Regions from separate parts of the Danio rerio genome. Here region 1 is linked to region 2. The links are chromatin contacts, called in public Micro-C maps. All regions are on one chromosome and are shown on one strand. Each heading gives the region's core, a stretch centred on a gene start, on an enhancer-like site or on the middle of the called end of the contact. The rest is flanking DNA. Distances are from core to core; before and after follow the strand shown.

What was found. A called contact is a pair of places that touch in the nucleus more often than the background predicts.
Region 1: a contact with region 2 is called in a Micro-C map of caudal fin, with 7 times the contacts expected there. The contact joins the promoter of timeless here to the promoter of srpk1b in region 2. A contact is called at or near these places in 2 of 18 Hi-C or Micro-C datasets (caudal fin and hematopoietic stem cells).

What each region holds. Positions count from the first base shown.
Region 1 is chr11:3,290,062-3,294,041 of GRCz12tu, reverse strand. timeless (timeless circadian clock) reads right to left here and starts at 1,329. Exons shown (of 31, transcript NM_001278600.1): 1 at 1,149-1,329.
Region 2 is chr11:2,807,256-2,810,891 of GRCz12tu, reverse strand. It overlaps srpk1b (SRSF protein kinase 1b), which reads right to left and starts at 2,238. Exons shown (of 16, transcript NM_001080669.2): 1 at 2,172-2,238. The coding sequence starts at 2,184. All of the region lies in intron 2 of LOC141376509 (a long non-coding RNA gene), which reads left to right.

The DNA.
Region 1 (3,980 bases), core at 80-2,579, 480 kb before region 2:
ATGGGTGTTTCCCAGTGATGGATTGCAGCTGGAAGGACATCCGCTGCAAGAAACATATGCTAAGTTGGCGGTTCATTCCACTGTGGCGACCCCAGATTAATAAAGGGACTAAGCTGAAAAGAAAATTATTTGATGGGTTTTCGATGTATTATTTTCACTATTTATGATGGGCTGGCAGTCAAAATAGGACAAATGAGCTCATATATGGGACAAATTCTTGACCTTTGTCTGTGAGGGGTGGGTCTTTCAAACCACCCAAACCCCCCCTGGCTACTTAACCTAAAGAAAATTTTATAAATTAAATTAAATTAAATTAAATTAAAGAAATGAAAAAATTTAGATACCTTGAAATAATTATCAATATTAACTATTATTGTTTTATATTTATATACATCTTATTTTTATCTTGATCACTTTTGGTCATATTGCATATTGTCAGGCAATACAAACATCCCTTCGAAAATAAATAACACAACACTTGCTTTAAACTTTCAATATTTGGCTCTAATGATGCACACAAAAATATGCAAATCACAAGAGTTAAAGAGGAAATATCACAAATGAGAGAGATTATTTTAAATATGATAATATCTTGGCCTTTACAACTAACTTCTGACACTTGAAATCGAATCATAAACCTTTACGTTCACCCAACTCAAATCAATTAGGTTAACTCAATTGTGTTTACAAATTTAAGTGGATTGAACATAAAACAATTCAGTTACCCACAAAAAATAACTGAAAAAAGTTGTTGATTCAACTCATTTTAAATTAGTTTGAACAAGCAGCAAAATACCTTTTCTTGAGAGTTTACATGGTAAATGCCTACGTAATTATACACATTTGTGTATCCTTGTAAACATATTGCAATACTATGATATTAAATATATGAAAAACACAAATTAACGTTACACGTAACATATATAAACACGAATATACTCATGACGTTATATACAATATTCTACACAAGACGGCTGTTTAAACTTCACACAGTCAATATCTAAAACTTGCCAAATGTAAATATGAACTTGTGTGTGTGCAATATTTAAAGTGTGTAATAATAAGATATATAAATGAATGTATAATGTATGCCACAAGATATCATATTACTACGTTATGCTAAAATATAAAAAGCAAATCATACATACCAGACCATATCAACGATCACAAATCTCCAAAACCCGTCACATTAAACACTATGCCTTATCTACTGGCTGCCAGATAATGGTTTAATAACTCTCATAATTAACCTAAAACTCCGTCCTTATGATTCACCGCGACAAAACATGTAGCTCGGATGGTGGAAGGCGCGCTCATCAAGCCGGAAGTGACGCTAACTTAGATCTTGCGCACTTAAAGGAGCCACGGCTATATTATGTCCGTCAGCTTGGAAATTAATATACAAACACAACTTCTCCCCTCATCAATGCTAGATTTGGAACAACTGTAATATTTTGTAAAAACGTAAAAGTTTGTTCTCAAAAAATTGGTTAGAATTTTTTTTTGGTGGTACAGGTACTGAATTCCCACTTAAGAATGTTTATCACATTAAAATTTTCCTGTATCCCATAAAGAGTTTGTAATGGTCTTTGCTGCTATTTCCCTAAGTATTGTCTCACTATGTAAAAGTTGCTCATATTCAGGTAATATCTCTTTGTTACCCCACACTGCTGAAAATTCCAGCTTAAACCAGCCTAGGATGGTTGGCTGGTTTTAGCTGGTCGACCAGGCTGGTTTTAGAGGGGTTGTGGCCACTTCCAGGCTGGTTTCCAGCCATTTCCAGCCTGATCTTAGCTGGTCAGGCTGGAAGTGACCAGCTAAAACCATCTAAAACCAGCTTGACCATTCTGGTTTAAGCAGGACATAGCTGGTTTTGGCTGGGCTCCCAGCCTGGCTAGGCTGGTCAAGCTGGTTTTAGCTGGTCATCTCCCAGCCTGTCCAGCTAAAACCAGGCTGGAAATGGCCAAAACCCCTCTAAAACCATGCTGGTTGACCAGCTAAAACCATCCAAGCATGCTAGGCTGGTTTGAGCTGGATTTTTCAGCAGGCCAGGGAGAAAACCTAAATGGCATAAGGTAAAAACATAAGATACACAAGACACACTCTCACAAACATAAACTACGGACAATTTAGCATACCCAATTAATTTGTACCGCATGTCTTTGGACTGTAGGGGAAACCGGAGCACCCGGAGGAAACCCACATCAACAATGGGAGCACATGCAAACTCCACACAGAAATGCCAACTGATCCAGCCTAGGTTTGAAACAGCGACCTTCTTGCTGTGAGGAGACAGCACTACTTACTGCTCCACTCTTCCTTAGTGATTTCATTCATTCATTCATTCATTCATTTATTCATTCATTCATTCATTCATTTTCTGCCGCTTTTCTGGGGCCGGGTCGCAGGGGCAGCAGTCGTTGGAGAGAACCCCAGACTTCCCCCTCCCCAGACACTTCATCCAGCTCCTCCGGGGGTATCCCAAGGCGTTCCAAGGCCAGCCGAGAGACATAGTCCCTCCAGCGTGTCCTGGGTCTTCCCCGACATGCTTGGAACACCTCTCTAGGTAGGCATCCAGGAGGGATCCGAAACAGATGCCCGAGCCACCTCAGCTGACTTTTCTCGATGTGGAGGAACAGCGACTCTACTTCGAGCTCCTCCCGGGTGTCAGAGCTCCTCACCCTATCCACAAGAGTGCGCCCTGCCACCCTTCGAAGGAAACTCATTTCGGCCCAAAAAGCTCTTGACCATAGGTGAGAGTAGGAACGTAGATTGACCGGTAAATCGTGAGCTTTGCTTTTCAGCTCAGCTCCTTCTTTACCTCAACGGACTGGTACACATTTATTTTTTCTTTTCTTTCTTCTCTTGTTTAATCCTTGTTGTAAAAGCATGTAAAATAGGCCTACTTTTGCTTTAGAAAGAAACTTGACATGGTTGCTCTTGTTAATAAAGCGTAGCTCATAATAAAAGAACACTGTAAAGTCTGCTGTAAAGTCAAATGGCCAGCAGGGGGCGCCATTAACTTACAGTTGATGTTTGTTTCTCAGCTGCTTCGGTATTTTTCTCCATTCATCATTCTCCATCAAATCTAAAGTGTTACCAAAATAAAATAAATATTACAAATTGTCTTTTCATGCAGACTTTAAGGTGAGCGTCCAGCACTGATGTCATGGTCAAGATTCACCAGTTTACTTGGAGCCTTATGAGAATAAGTTCCTAGTCATGTAGAAGAGGCTGACAGGTCCAAGTCTCACATCAGATTTGAGATTCTGACAGCTGCTTGAGTCCCACAGATGGCACAGAGCCTAAAACTCTCATTAAATCTCATTGGGTGTGTGTCTTGTTGATGCAGTGTCTGTGTTTGCGTGCAGGACTGACCTTTATCTTCAGCCAGTGGCACTTACTGTATCTTCAAGATGCACCTTTTGATCTAAGATGCTTAATTCCTCATTCAGATTAAGAATAAACAATCATGTCGTGTGAGTGATAAAACACGGTGAAAATAACGTTCTTCTTCTTCTTTTCCAGCTTATACCTGCACTGTATATCTCAGGGGTGTCCAAACTCTTGCATAGTTTAGCTCCGACTTGCTTTAACACACCTGCCTGGAGCTTTCTAGCATACCTAGAAAGAGCTTGATTACCTGGTTTAGGTATGTTAAATTGGGGTCAGAACTACAATATGCAGGACACCGGCCCTCCAGGACCGAGTTCGGACATCCCTGGTATATCTAATCACTATTAACCCTTGTTCAAACTGACTACTCTTTCATTATGTTCAGGGCTGTTTTTGCCCCATTGACTTCCATTCTAACCACATTTTTTGATTGCAAAGCCATGACACCAAATAATCACGCGTTCTTGATTGTTGGTGGTTTTCCCTGTTGGGAAGAGGTCAAACTCCTAATTTGTACTTTTGAACATCAGTTGGCACCATTAACCCTTTAGATAGGCCTGTGCAAAAAAAGGGTCTGGCTTTTA
Region 2 (3,636 bases), core at 989-3,488:
CACAACCGTTTGTTTTATTTTATGCATTTAAAAACAAAACAAAACCAAAAGTTCTAAGTCATGTATGCGCAGTATTAACAGCTCATCGGTTCTCAGATCGGTCCGAGAGAATCAGTTGAATTTTTGAATTTGCTGGACTGGATCATTCGGTTCATTAAGACCCACTTTAAATGATTCATTAGATTAAGTCGATATATATGTGTGTGTTTATATATATATATATATATATATATATATATATATATATATATATATAATTAGATTGACTTGAAAGTGACTTGCTAGACCAAGCTTCGACTTGACTTGACGTGACTTGAAATAGACAGTGGCTTGACTTGAGTCTGACAAAAATTGACTTGACTTGCTTGAGACTTGAAGGTTATGACTTGAGACTTGCACATGTGTGACTTACTCCCAGTCCCACCTCTGGTATGTATTAACAAGAAATGACTGTGGCTGACAATGGTTGTTACAATTAAGCCAAACACTGTTGGACACTAACTAAACTAACTAAATAATTTTTTGAATTTTGAGTTTAATGTTGAGAACTTTTTAAATAAAAAAAAATTAAAAATTGTTATTAATGCAAATAAATGCATTGCATAACAATGGATAAATGGATAATAATTAAAAAAGATTTAAATGTGTTTATCCAATAAACAAATAAATGAATAAACATGCTGTGCTTTGTAGAATTAAAAAAAAGAAATGAGCCAATTACTGAGAAAATATAGCTACTATTTAAAGTAAACTGAATTAAAATTGTGTGAAATCAGTGATCATACTTCCAGTGCTCATTTGTAGGAGACTTGTGTGTTGTTAGTAAAAAACAAATGGTTTGTCTAACTTTGTTCATTATTTGGCGAAAACCAAAGTGTTACTTTGTGCCCTGCTCTCCCATAATCAACGATAATATTTTAGAAGGCGACGTGGTGGCGCAGTAGGTAGTGCTGTCGCCTCACAGCAAGAAGGTCACTGGTTCGAGCCTCAGCTGGGTCAGTTGGTGTTTCTGTGTGGAGTTTGCATGTTCTCCCTGCGTTCGCGTGGGTTTTCTCCGGGTGCTCCGGTTTCTCCCACAGTCCAAAGACATGCGGTACAGGTGAATTGGGTAGGCTAAATTGTCTGTAGTGTGTGTGTGTGAATGTATGTTTCCCAGAGATGGGTTGCGTACATAAAACTTGCTGGATAAGTTGGCGGTTCGTTCCGCTGTGGCGACCCTGGATTAATAAGGGACTAAGCCGACAAGAAAACGAATGAATGAATGAAATTGTCTGTAGTGTATGAGTGTGAATGGGTGTGTATGGATGTTTCCCAGAAATGGGTTGCAGCTGGGAGAGCATCCGCGGCGTAAAACATATGCTGGATAAGTTGGCGGTTCATTCCGCTATGGCGACCCCTGATTAATAAAGGGACTAAGCCGAAAAAAAATGAAAGAATATTTTAGAAATTTTCTCCACAGCTGTTTTATGGAGATCTGTTGTTTACATGTCATCTCAAAACCAGAAACGTCACAAAAGCTAGCAAAACAAACCATTTAACTACAAGGAGTCATAAACAAAAACATATAATACACAACAAACGTTAACATTAATTTCCATATATCCGAATAATTAATAATACAGTTTTACTACAGTAAACATGATGGTAACCATGGTGAGCAAAATATTCGATAATTTGTAGGTTTGGGGCGGTTTTAGCTGCTAGCAGTTAGTCCACACACACACAAAACGTTTTTATCATCACAGGCATAATTATACTTCAGTTAATCATATTTAATACCAAACATCACCATTTCTAACGGCGAACTAAAATATAAGTTTAGCTAGCAAAAAGCTCGCGCGAAAACAAACGAATATTTTCACAACAAGCAGCGGTTACAAACACAAACATGCTAAAAACATTCATAACACACACATGAAACGTCCATGTTCCAGCTGTAGAGTGCAATATAAGCAGATGTTGATGTAAAGCTGCAGTGCTGTTGCATTAGCAGCAGCTAAACACACACATGGGCTTTTGTCTCTATCGCCACACATGGCATATCTTAAAGCGGACATGTCCAGCACATTACTGATATGATCGAGGCTTGCTGCGATGTTCATTCATATTTCTATATGTGCTGTTGCTCGGAAGCCTGTGGAGGACAGGAGTTTTGCTGTTTTGATGCTCACCTTTCCTTTCCATGCTGCACCGGCGGCTAAAGTGCTCACAGTCACTCACATGTAACGGTCGGCGCATGCGCACAAAACTCCACTAACAACTGAAGTGAAAACGCTCACACACACACACGCACGCAAGCACGTACATTTTTAAATACTTTATAAATTCAGTGCCACAATAATTAGCGGAGATACATATTTATGTAGTTAAACTTTTCCCAAATCTAAATAATAAGTGATAATTTAGTTAATCAGTTAATTATGTCTCGATATCTATATCTGTGCTGCTGCGGCATCAAAATGCTTAATAGTCTACAGGTTACAATTTGTGCCAAATAAAGTAGTTTAACTCAAGTTGTATTGATCTACATACATTTAACAACCTTATATTAAGACGATGTTTGTGATGAGTTTGTCAAATTTTCCATCTTGGCTTTATTTTCGCTTTAAAATAGAACATAATGACAATAAATAAATATTTATTTTAATCTCTCTCTTTTCTATACTTGTATTATATTGTTGTTTATTTCATTCATAACTACCATGTAATGTTTTGTACAGAATAGCCTGAATTTTCTGTTTGTTTTAGATATACCCTGCTGAAAAAACGCTGAAACCAGCCAGGGGCGCCCCCAAGGGGTGGCTATTTGAACTCTGGCCACCCCTGTGGCCATCCAAATATGATTTTGCTGTTGATATTATTAAATTAAATGTACTTACTACTTACGTAAATTCACCATATTTCAATAAATAAATATAAATAAATAATTAAAAATAAAGTAAATAAATAAATAGCAGCTACTAAACCATTGTAAATTGATTGGTGCCACTGATGTAGCAGATTCACGGCTCCTTCCCCTCCCCGATCGTCGTTGACAGCACGCACACGCCTTCAGTAGACAGCTATGGCAATTTAATATTTACCTTTTGGTACATCAATAAAAGAAGCTGTAATAATAATAATAATATTGTGGCTCAAAAAGGAATAAAGATAAATCATATTATTGGGGTCTGTATCGTGAGTGTGTGTGTGTGTGTGTGTGTATACAGTAAGTGTGTGTGTGCCTTTTGTTCACTTTCTTCATTTGCTTGTTTTATTAATCTTCATTAATTTTAGACATGGCATATAATGTATGCTGTACAATAAAAGTATGTGAAAAATAACTGATAAGTTATATATATATATATATATATATATATATATATATATATATATATATATATATATATATATATATATATATATATACATAAATCATATATATGATTGTTTTTAAACTAAATATTGATTTTATATGGTTTGCACATGTACTTGCTAAATTATTTCAAGGAATAAATTGCAATATTTCAAGAATAATTAATGAAAATGAATGAATACATTATTTTATTTACCAGAAACAAAAATAATACACTGAATTCATTATTTTTCTGTGTGCCACCCCAAGATTTGGTGTGGCCTCTTCTGGCCACCCCTAAG